2 separate regions of the Zea mays genome follow, and region 2 is linked to region 1. Evidence: chromatin contacts called from public Hi-C data. All regions are on one chromosome and are shown on one strand. Each heading gives the region's core, a stretch centred on a gene start, on an enhancer-like site or on the middle of the called end of the contact. The rest is flanking DNA. Distances are from core to core; before and after follow the strand shown. Region 1 has its middle 21 kb from the start of LOC100382739. Region 2 holds the start of LOC100282341 (Probable bifunctional methylthioribulose-1-phosphate dehydratase/enolase-phosphatase E1).

Region 1 (4,247 bases), core at 1,106-3,605:
AACACTACAACCCATCTTCTAGCTAGGCAGACTACTCATATTTTTTTTAATTAGGGTTATAACTCTCCAACCATCACACCATCATCTTATCATTTTTCACCATTTTTTGAATAGAATTCAGGTGTTTTGTGACCGGTGAGATTCGAACTACCTCTCTCTCGTGTGTAACCTCCTTTATCACTACATCATTATATCATTTGTGTCTATATTACGTTTTCATTCCCCATGTATTATAACAAATCAAGAGTAAATTCATTATTTGAGGCACTAAATGAATTCAAATGAAAATGTTGTCAACTGTAAAGTTGCATAACTTTTCAAAATCTACAACTTTCATATTGATAGTTTCTTAATCCAAGGTCGTTTACAAATTTTGAATTTCAAATTTGAAAACTTCAAACATATTTTTCTATGACAAGATGATTTCAAATAAAAAAATATCAATTATAAAGTTTCATGACATTTTGAGACCTACAACTTTTGTTTTTGATGGCTTTCCCATCCGAGGTGGTTTAAAAAATTCAAATTTTAAAATTCAAACAAAGTTTTGCATGACAATATGATTTCAAACCAAATTTTGTCAACTATAAAGTTTCATAACTTTTTAAGACCTAAAACTTTCATTTTGGTGTTTTTTTTTCCATTTGAGATCGTTTTGAAAATTCGAATTTTAAATTTTTAAAATTCTGACGTAGTTTTTGTGACAAGATGACTTCAAATTAAAAAGTTTCCAACTACAAAATTCTATAAATTTCAAAGATCTACAAAGTTTATTTTGGTTGTTTGATCGTTTATTCATCCCACATGTTGGTTCTAATATTATTCACAAATCTTATGCGTATCTCTTGTAATTTCATAAACTACGAGAGAGATATAGTTTTTATGAACAAATTTACTTTTATTTATTATATAAAGAAATGACTAAAATATAAATTGTACATCTTGATGAATTATATAAATTTGTAGTTGAAAACCTTTTCATTTGAATTAATTTACTGCTTCAAAATACGATTTTTTAATTGTCTTTGTCTAGTGTTGAAAAAAAATCGGCAAACGAAATCTTTGCCCAATGTTTTTTTACCGAGTGTTTTTTGTTCGGCACTAAGTAAAGAGTTTTTGCGGAATATTTGATATTTGATACTGAGCAAAGAGTTGATATTTGACACTCGTGAGTTTATTGATGTTTGCGGTTTTTAAGGTTAGATCAAATCTTGATCCCAACATCATTTTTGTTTTTTTTTTGTACCTATAAATTATTTGTGTACACGAAATTTGTTATCAAAGCATAACTTCCGGTGTCGAGCCAAGAAAATACACACCCCTCCATTTCTAAATAAATCAATTTCTAGAGTTGTCTTAAATCGAAATTTTGTTAGTTTATTTGATGATCCAATTCATTGAGAAGAACGTTAAGAATTATAACAACAAATTAGCAGCATCATTAGCTACACCGTAAAATACATTTTGATAATATTTCATATGGTATCATACACCAGCAAAAACATCTCGATCGGAACAAGGTTCGAGCGCTATATATGCTAAATGTGTCCGAAAAAGAAGAGTAAAGCAAATGTAGCGTGACCAAAAGTGAACCAACCCCTTATTCTATGCTCTTTGCTGTAAATTAAATCAAAGATATGTCCATACGTTCCCAAGCACTGCTAATTGCTAAACGCGCGAAGAACAGCGTTATATTAGGATAATATATATGTCCATGCATGCATGTGAACATGCCCGATCTGCTCTCAGCAGGTTGTATTTTCCGTACGCAATAATACTGTCGATCCATGCTCATGATAGTTACAAAAACGCACGGTGTATATATCTATCTAATTTAATTATTAAATATCATGTATCAGTATCAAGCAAGTGGAATAATAATGGTTAAGCGAGAAGCTCTCTGAAGCTACGTACCCGGCCAAGCAACTAAGGCCCCGTTTGGTTTGGTATAACTAAAGTTTAGTGACTAAAGTTTAGTCAATTTTAGTCTCTAAAGAAGTAAACATGATGACTAAAGTGAGTGACTAAACTTTAGTTCTTTAGTCACCAAGAGGGTGACTAAAAGGGACTAAAGTAGTATTTTTACATTATTTGCCCTCTCCACTTTCTTCTTATAGCAAATATCCATTAATTAATAGGGGTAAAACAGTCATTATTCATAACAATTAATGCTCTTTAGTCCGTTTTAGTCATTGGAAACAAACGGGTATTTTAGTGCTAAAGTTTAGTCTAGTGACTAAAGAAACCAAACAGGGCCTAAGGCACACGTTGTCCCAATCAGATTTTTCAGACGGGCGTGAGAAGAACGCGGGCCGGGGGAACTCAACAAAACCAAATCGTGCATATCTCCGGCAAGATCTTTGACTCGCGCGTAGCGTGCGAAAGCGACAGGCTCGCCTAGCCTAGCTGCAGGGGCCTTCAGTATAATTACAATTATCGCGTCGCTGACTTCATCAGGCAGCGAGCGCCGCCGGCCGATAATAATGCATGCCATCAGTTGTGGATTTGTGGTGCTAACTCAAAGGCCACTAACTAGTGTAGTGGACCGAGTTGTTGTTGTTGTTGTGTCACGTACGATGGCCATCAATCGATTGATGCTGCACTAAACTTGCAAGTCAAGAAACCAACCGCTCCAAGTTAAAGCAGTCCAATTTATTTACGGGCCGGGGGTGAACATCAGCTCAGCTCCGGTAGATTGCTGCAGTGGAGAAAGCTAAGTGAGGTTTCTTGTTTGCTATTTAATTTTCCTTGGTTGTAGATTACAGTTTGCTTTATTAGGCTTTAATTTGTCTTACTTCAGTAAACTTCTCAGCCTTCCGCTAGCTTGGGATGGCAGCGGGTCGGGTAAAGTGCGGGTAAGTCATTTACCCGCCCGCTAACATATCCGCGTCTGTAGTGTTTATCCGTGCCCGCGAGAGATTGCGGGTAAAATTTTCGACCCGTGCCCGTACCCGCAGGATATCCGCGGATATCGGGCAACCCGTTACCCGCCAGAAAATACCATAGAGTATGTGGTCATGTTCATTTTACCAAGAACACAACAACTTGACAGACATAATAATGACAAGGAACATAGTTCAAACTTAAAAGTCCACAAACATAAGTCTCAAACTCTTAAGATAATTAATTATTACAACACAATGTTTTAGGATAAAATGAACACATGGGAGATATTTTGATGGGCTAGTAAATTAAGCGGGTAACGGGTAATACCCGCGGGCGAAATTTTATATCCGTCAATTACCCGCGGGTGAGAAGTGTTGCCCGTATCCTTACCCATGGGCGAGATTTCTTACCCATATCCATGCCCATCGGGTACGAAACCCGCGGATATCCATGCCCGCGGGCAGAATTGCCATCCCTACCGCTAGCTGAGTTTTGTTAGATGGTTTGAGTAGCACTTGTCAGTTTTGTTTTTTTAAGTAAACTTCTCTGGTGATTTTTAACCAAGTCAATAGAAAAAACTATCAACATCTACATATTAAAAAAAAGATTACACTATCATGGATATTCACACGGTCTATAAATTTAATTATCAAACCTAACGGGCATTAACTTACGATCGATAAATTTAACCATCCGGATATCAACCGTGCATGTGTACAGATATAGTGGGGATTTATGATGAAGACACAAAAGATTCCAAAAAGCCATCAAACATAAACTATAACTATCTATATATAGATTCTTGCCTTTGTGTAAAATTAACTTGTGACACGTACTTGAGCAGACATGGATATACGTACAAAACTAGCTAAGATAGATCTTCCGTTTCACGCAAGACGATACATATATAGAATATAATAAAGGTAAGAAGAGCAAGCAAGAGGGTTTTTCCCTGTAATCATGTCAGCGTTGTTACCTTGAACCTCCGGACCGGCATGGTTGACGAAATATGCTGTATTGCTGTATACATGCGTAATTGAAGCATAACTAGCTAGCTAGTACTAGTAGTTGCTATCTATCACGTCCAGTGATGTGACTCGCTTGACTACTGAGGCGAATGAGTAATGAGTTAATTACCTTCATGTGCACATATGCTACCCTCGTTCTCGTGCATGCTTGGTTTTGTCTTGGTAGCCTGAGAGAGAGCTGAATTGGTTATATTGTAATATGTTTGTAGACTTTGATCATATCAATATCGTACTATGTTTGTAGTCTTCGTACTATTTCTAGACTTCAAATGATTCCCTATTTTTCTACAGTTTAAATTAAGTATTGAGTGTGCATATTATCATCACTACCGA
Region 2 (4,053 bases), core at 753-3,252, 190 kb after region 1:
AGTGACCGCAGTCATTTCGCCCCTTCACTCACTGACCTGACAGGAGAACAGCGTCGCCTGCCCTGCTCCGACTGCTGTGCCACCCGCCAGGGTGAGGCTGACAGCAGCCAAGTCTAGCCTCAGGCGCCATAGGAAGCTCCGCCTCGCCCGACCCCAGGGCTCAGGCTCAACCTCGACCTCGGAAGACGGTCTCCGCCTTGCCCGACCCCAGGGCTCGGACTCAACCTCGACCTCGGAAGACGGTCTCCGCCACGCCCGACCCCAGGGCTCGGACTCAACCTCGACCTCGGAAGACGGTCTCCGCTTCGCCCGACCCTAGGGCTCGGACTCAACCTCGACCTCAGACGACGGTCTCCGCCTCGCCCGACCCCAGGGCTCGGACTCAGCCTCAACCTCGGAGGAGTCACCGCCTCGCCCGACCTCGGGCTCGGACCGACCACGCCGCAGGGGGGTACATCATTACCCTACCCCTAGCTAGCTCAGGCTACAGGGAACAAGACCTGCGTCCCATCTGGCTCGCCCCGGTAAACAAGTAATGATAGCACCCCGCGTGCTCCATGACGACGACGGTTCTCAGCCCCCTACGGAAAGCAAGGAGACGTCAGCAAGGATCCGACAGCCCCGACAGCTGTGCTTCTACAGGGTTTAAGCGCTCCTCCGACGGCCACGACATCACATGAACAGGGCACCAATACCTCTCCGACAGCCACGTCGGCATGTACATAGGGCTCTGGCTCCTCTCTGCTAGACACGTTAGCACTTTGCTACACCCTCCATTGTACACCTGGGCCTTCTCCTTACATCTATAAAAGGAAGGTCCAGGGCCCTCGTACGAGGAGGTGGCCGCGCGGGAGGACGGGCTGACGGACAGGCTCTCTCTCTCGTGAACGCTTGTAACCCCCTACTGCAAGCGCATCCGCCCTGGGCGCAGGACAACACGAGCCGCGATTCCCTTTATTGTTCCCCCTTGTGTTCCGTCTCGCGCCGACCCATCTGGGCTGGGACACGCAACAACAATTTACTCGTCGGTCCAGGGACCCTCCGGGTCGAAACGCCGACAGATGCGTTTTTCTCCCGCTCTCGCTTAACAACTAGGTAAGTCTTATCTGTATCTTGTATATGCCAACCATACAAGATGCAACCACCACAAGTGTTTATATTAATCTCCAACTTCTTATCTATTTTTCTATCTCTACTCTCCTCGCTTAGATTCTTTTGCGATGAAGAGTTTATGGTTGTTTCCATGTAATTATTATGAACTAATATTTTATTTTACACCCGTTTGGTCTGTAGATATTGAAGCACATAATTAGGATTTGGAATAAGCTTTCCCAAATTTTTTTGTTTGGTTGCACATAGAATGAGATTTTAAATCAGAGGTTTTAAATTAGACTATAACTATAAACGTTTTAAATTAGACTATAACTATAAACCCTTTTTCCAATACAAAGTCTTACTCCTAGATATTGCGTGAAATTAGACCACATAATTTTAAACTCAAATTCAGTGACATCTAAACAATATAATTAGGATTGCATTTCATTTTAATACCATGCATGATTTGGTATTCAACTGAATTCAATTCCATCCTCTCTAACATCGACGTGCAAACTCATCGTATCGAATATTTAGGGTTTGTATCCGACGGTAAGCGGGTGAGATGTCATCACGAACTGTGCCGTCTTGTGGCTTATTTGACCGGACCCCACCTATCCGGCAGCCTATTTCACGCATGCTCCCCGTGACAATGACCTTGGCCGTGCCAGTTACAGCTACTCAAAACGATCTAGCCTCCACCACACTTTCTCGTTGACAACCCGGTCCTACAACCCGGTCCTACAACCCAGTCCTTCCCTTGCCCACACTCCGCAGAGCCGGTGGTCCGCGATCTCGAGTAACAAAAAGTAAAAGCCGCCTCTCTGCGGTGCCGACTATTCCCGAGATTACATTATTATATATATCTTCCCGCGCCCGAGATTCCCCGTGGATGACTCGCTGACATGTGGGCCCTCTCTGCGAACCTCGCCAGCACTAATCGAGCCGCCACTGGCAGCATCTGAAGAGAATAAAAGACAGCCCCACACGCAGCTCGAATCCCGGCACGTGAGCGGCGGAGGCAGGGACGGCCATGGCATGCAGTGGGTGCAGCTGCGAGGCGGCGGTGGGGGCGATGGCGTCGGAGGCGTACCTGGAGGGGGCGCCGGTGCGGGAGGCGCGGGAGCTGGTGGCGGAGCTCTGTCGGCACTTCTACGCGCAGGGATGGGTCACGGGCACCGGCGGCAGCATCACCGTCAAGGTCAACGACCCCACCGTGCCGCTCGCCGATCGCCTCATCGTTATGTCACCCTCCGGTAACCAGCGATTCACCTTGGATTCCTCTTCCTGCTTGCTTTTTGTGGCCTTGGGAGTGCTTGTCACCTGTTCGACGAATTGCCGCGTAGTGAGTTAGATGCCGCTGCTTTTTGCTACTGGAAAAAGAAAAGATCGCTGCTGTTACCCAAGAAACAATCGCTGCTGTTTGCTACTGGAAAAAGAAAAGATCGCTGCTGTTACCCAAGAAACAATCGCTGCTGTTATCCAAGAAACAGTCGCTGCTGTTGCCCAAGCTATGCCTCATGCCATATGTCTCCACGCTTCACGTGGAATCCCTCTGATCGGACTACTTTTATTGATCCGAATTATGTTCATGTTCTGACAATGATGAAATGCTATGAAATGGACTAGCTATGAGGCATTACCATATAAGGTTAACGCTTCAGGCCAAGTAGTTCTCAAGTGGAGGCGACTTTTAACTAAATTCAAGTTAAAATTTTTGAAACAACTGATGGAGGTTCTTTCGCTGGAAAAGGCCCAGAATGATGATGGGTTGCCATGAGACCAACTTAAAATTCCGTTTCACCAAGTTATAGCACACAGAAGTTTGAGTTTTTGAAGTATCCATTGTTTAGCTTATATCCCACTGCAGTCCAAGTTGAGCTCATGGTGTACTGTGCGCTCTGCATTGGGTTGTACTTGTACCACTGACACAATATCTCTTTAGATGTCCAGTGTTGGGATATCTTAAGCAGTTCAGGCTTTAAGGAATATACACAAGGATATCAATCAGGATCCTTATTTGTATGGTATTGCTGTCTAGTACCTTTACTGCTAGTTAGTGGGTCAAAATGCAGGTGTCTGAAAGGAATTCCAATTTTATACCTAATATTCTGCCAGAATAAGTAGCTAGTTCATTCCAGTGGCAATAAATGTGTTGACCTCTTTCAGGTGTGCAGAAGGAGAGGATGGTAGCAGAGGACATGTATGTGATGGCTGCAGATGGGAAAGTGCTTTCTGCGCCTGTAGCAAAGCCATGGCCAAACAAGCCTCCTAAGTGCACGGACTGTGCTCCTCTGTTCATGAAGGTTTGTGAATGCTCCCTCCTTTTTAATTTTTCTGTTGCTTCTGCTTGTTTTGATCTGAAAACTCTAGTTTCCTTTGGTGTTTTGAAGGCGTATCTGATGAGAGGAGCTGGGGCTGTCATTCACAGCCATGGAATAGAGACTTGCATCGCAACAATGCTCATCCCTGGTGCAAAGGAGTTCAGAGTAAGTCCCATTCCAAGTGTATTCGATCTGATTTTTAGATCAAACACATTCACCCGCCTTTATTAGAAAGGTTAACGAAAGCCCAGGATCCACCGCTGGGGATTCCAGCTTACATGAAGCAAGGATTACAGGTCTAGTAACAACCAGCACCGCTCAACTACAACCTTGAACACAAAAGAAAATTCCGCACAACTACCAAAAGTTTTGCCAAAACCAGCTAACTCAGACTAAACTGATACTGATCTTGTCTAACATTTCATTGGCCACTTCCATCGACTTGGGTTTGAGCAATGGACGCTAGGTCGTCAACATCATCACCATCTTGTGCATGATTGTTGTTGGGGAGGACATCAGTTTGTTGTTCGAGGCAACGTCATTCCTGGCCTTCAATCTGATTAAATTTGTGAAATAGGGTTATTAACATTTATGTGCTGATCTTTTAGGTGGCATTGAACAGTCCAATGATTTT

What was found. A called contact is a pair of places that touch in the nucleus more often than the background predicts.
Region 2: a contact with region 1 is called in a Hi-C map of leaf, with 7 times the contacts expected there. The contact joins the promoter of LOC100282341 here to the enhancer-like site in region 1. A contact is called at or near these places in 2 of 25 Hi-C or Micro-C datasets (ear and leaf).

Annotation. Positions count from the first base shown.
Region 1 is chr4:20,165,491-20,169,737 of Zm-B73-REFERENCE-NAM-5.0, forward strand. No RefSeq gene overlaps it. Among protein-coding and RNA genes, the nearest start is that of LOC100382739, 21 kb to the left of the region's middle. Within about 2 kb of position 2,356, at least 9 of the 20 cell types and tissues checked have an H3K27ac peak or open chromatin away from gene starts, as enhancers often do. A contact at or near this core is called in leaf, where this site is marked.
Region 2 is chr4:20,360,812-20,364,864 of Zm-B73-REFERENCE-NAM-5.0, forward strand. LOC100282341 (Probable bifunctional methylthioribulose-1-phosphate dehydratase/enolase-phosphatase E1) reads left to right here and starts at 2,003. Exons shown (of 12, transcript NM_001155253.2): 1 at 2,003-2,351; 2 at 3,265-3,401; 3 at 3,489-3,584. The coding sequence starts at 2,129.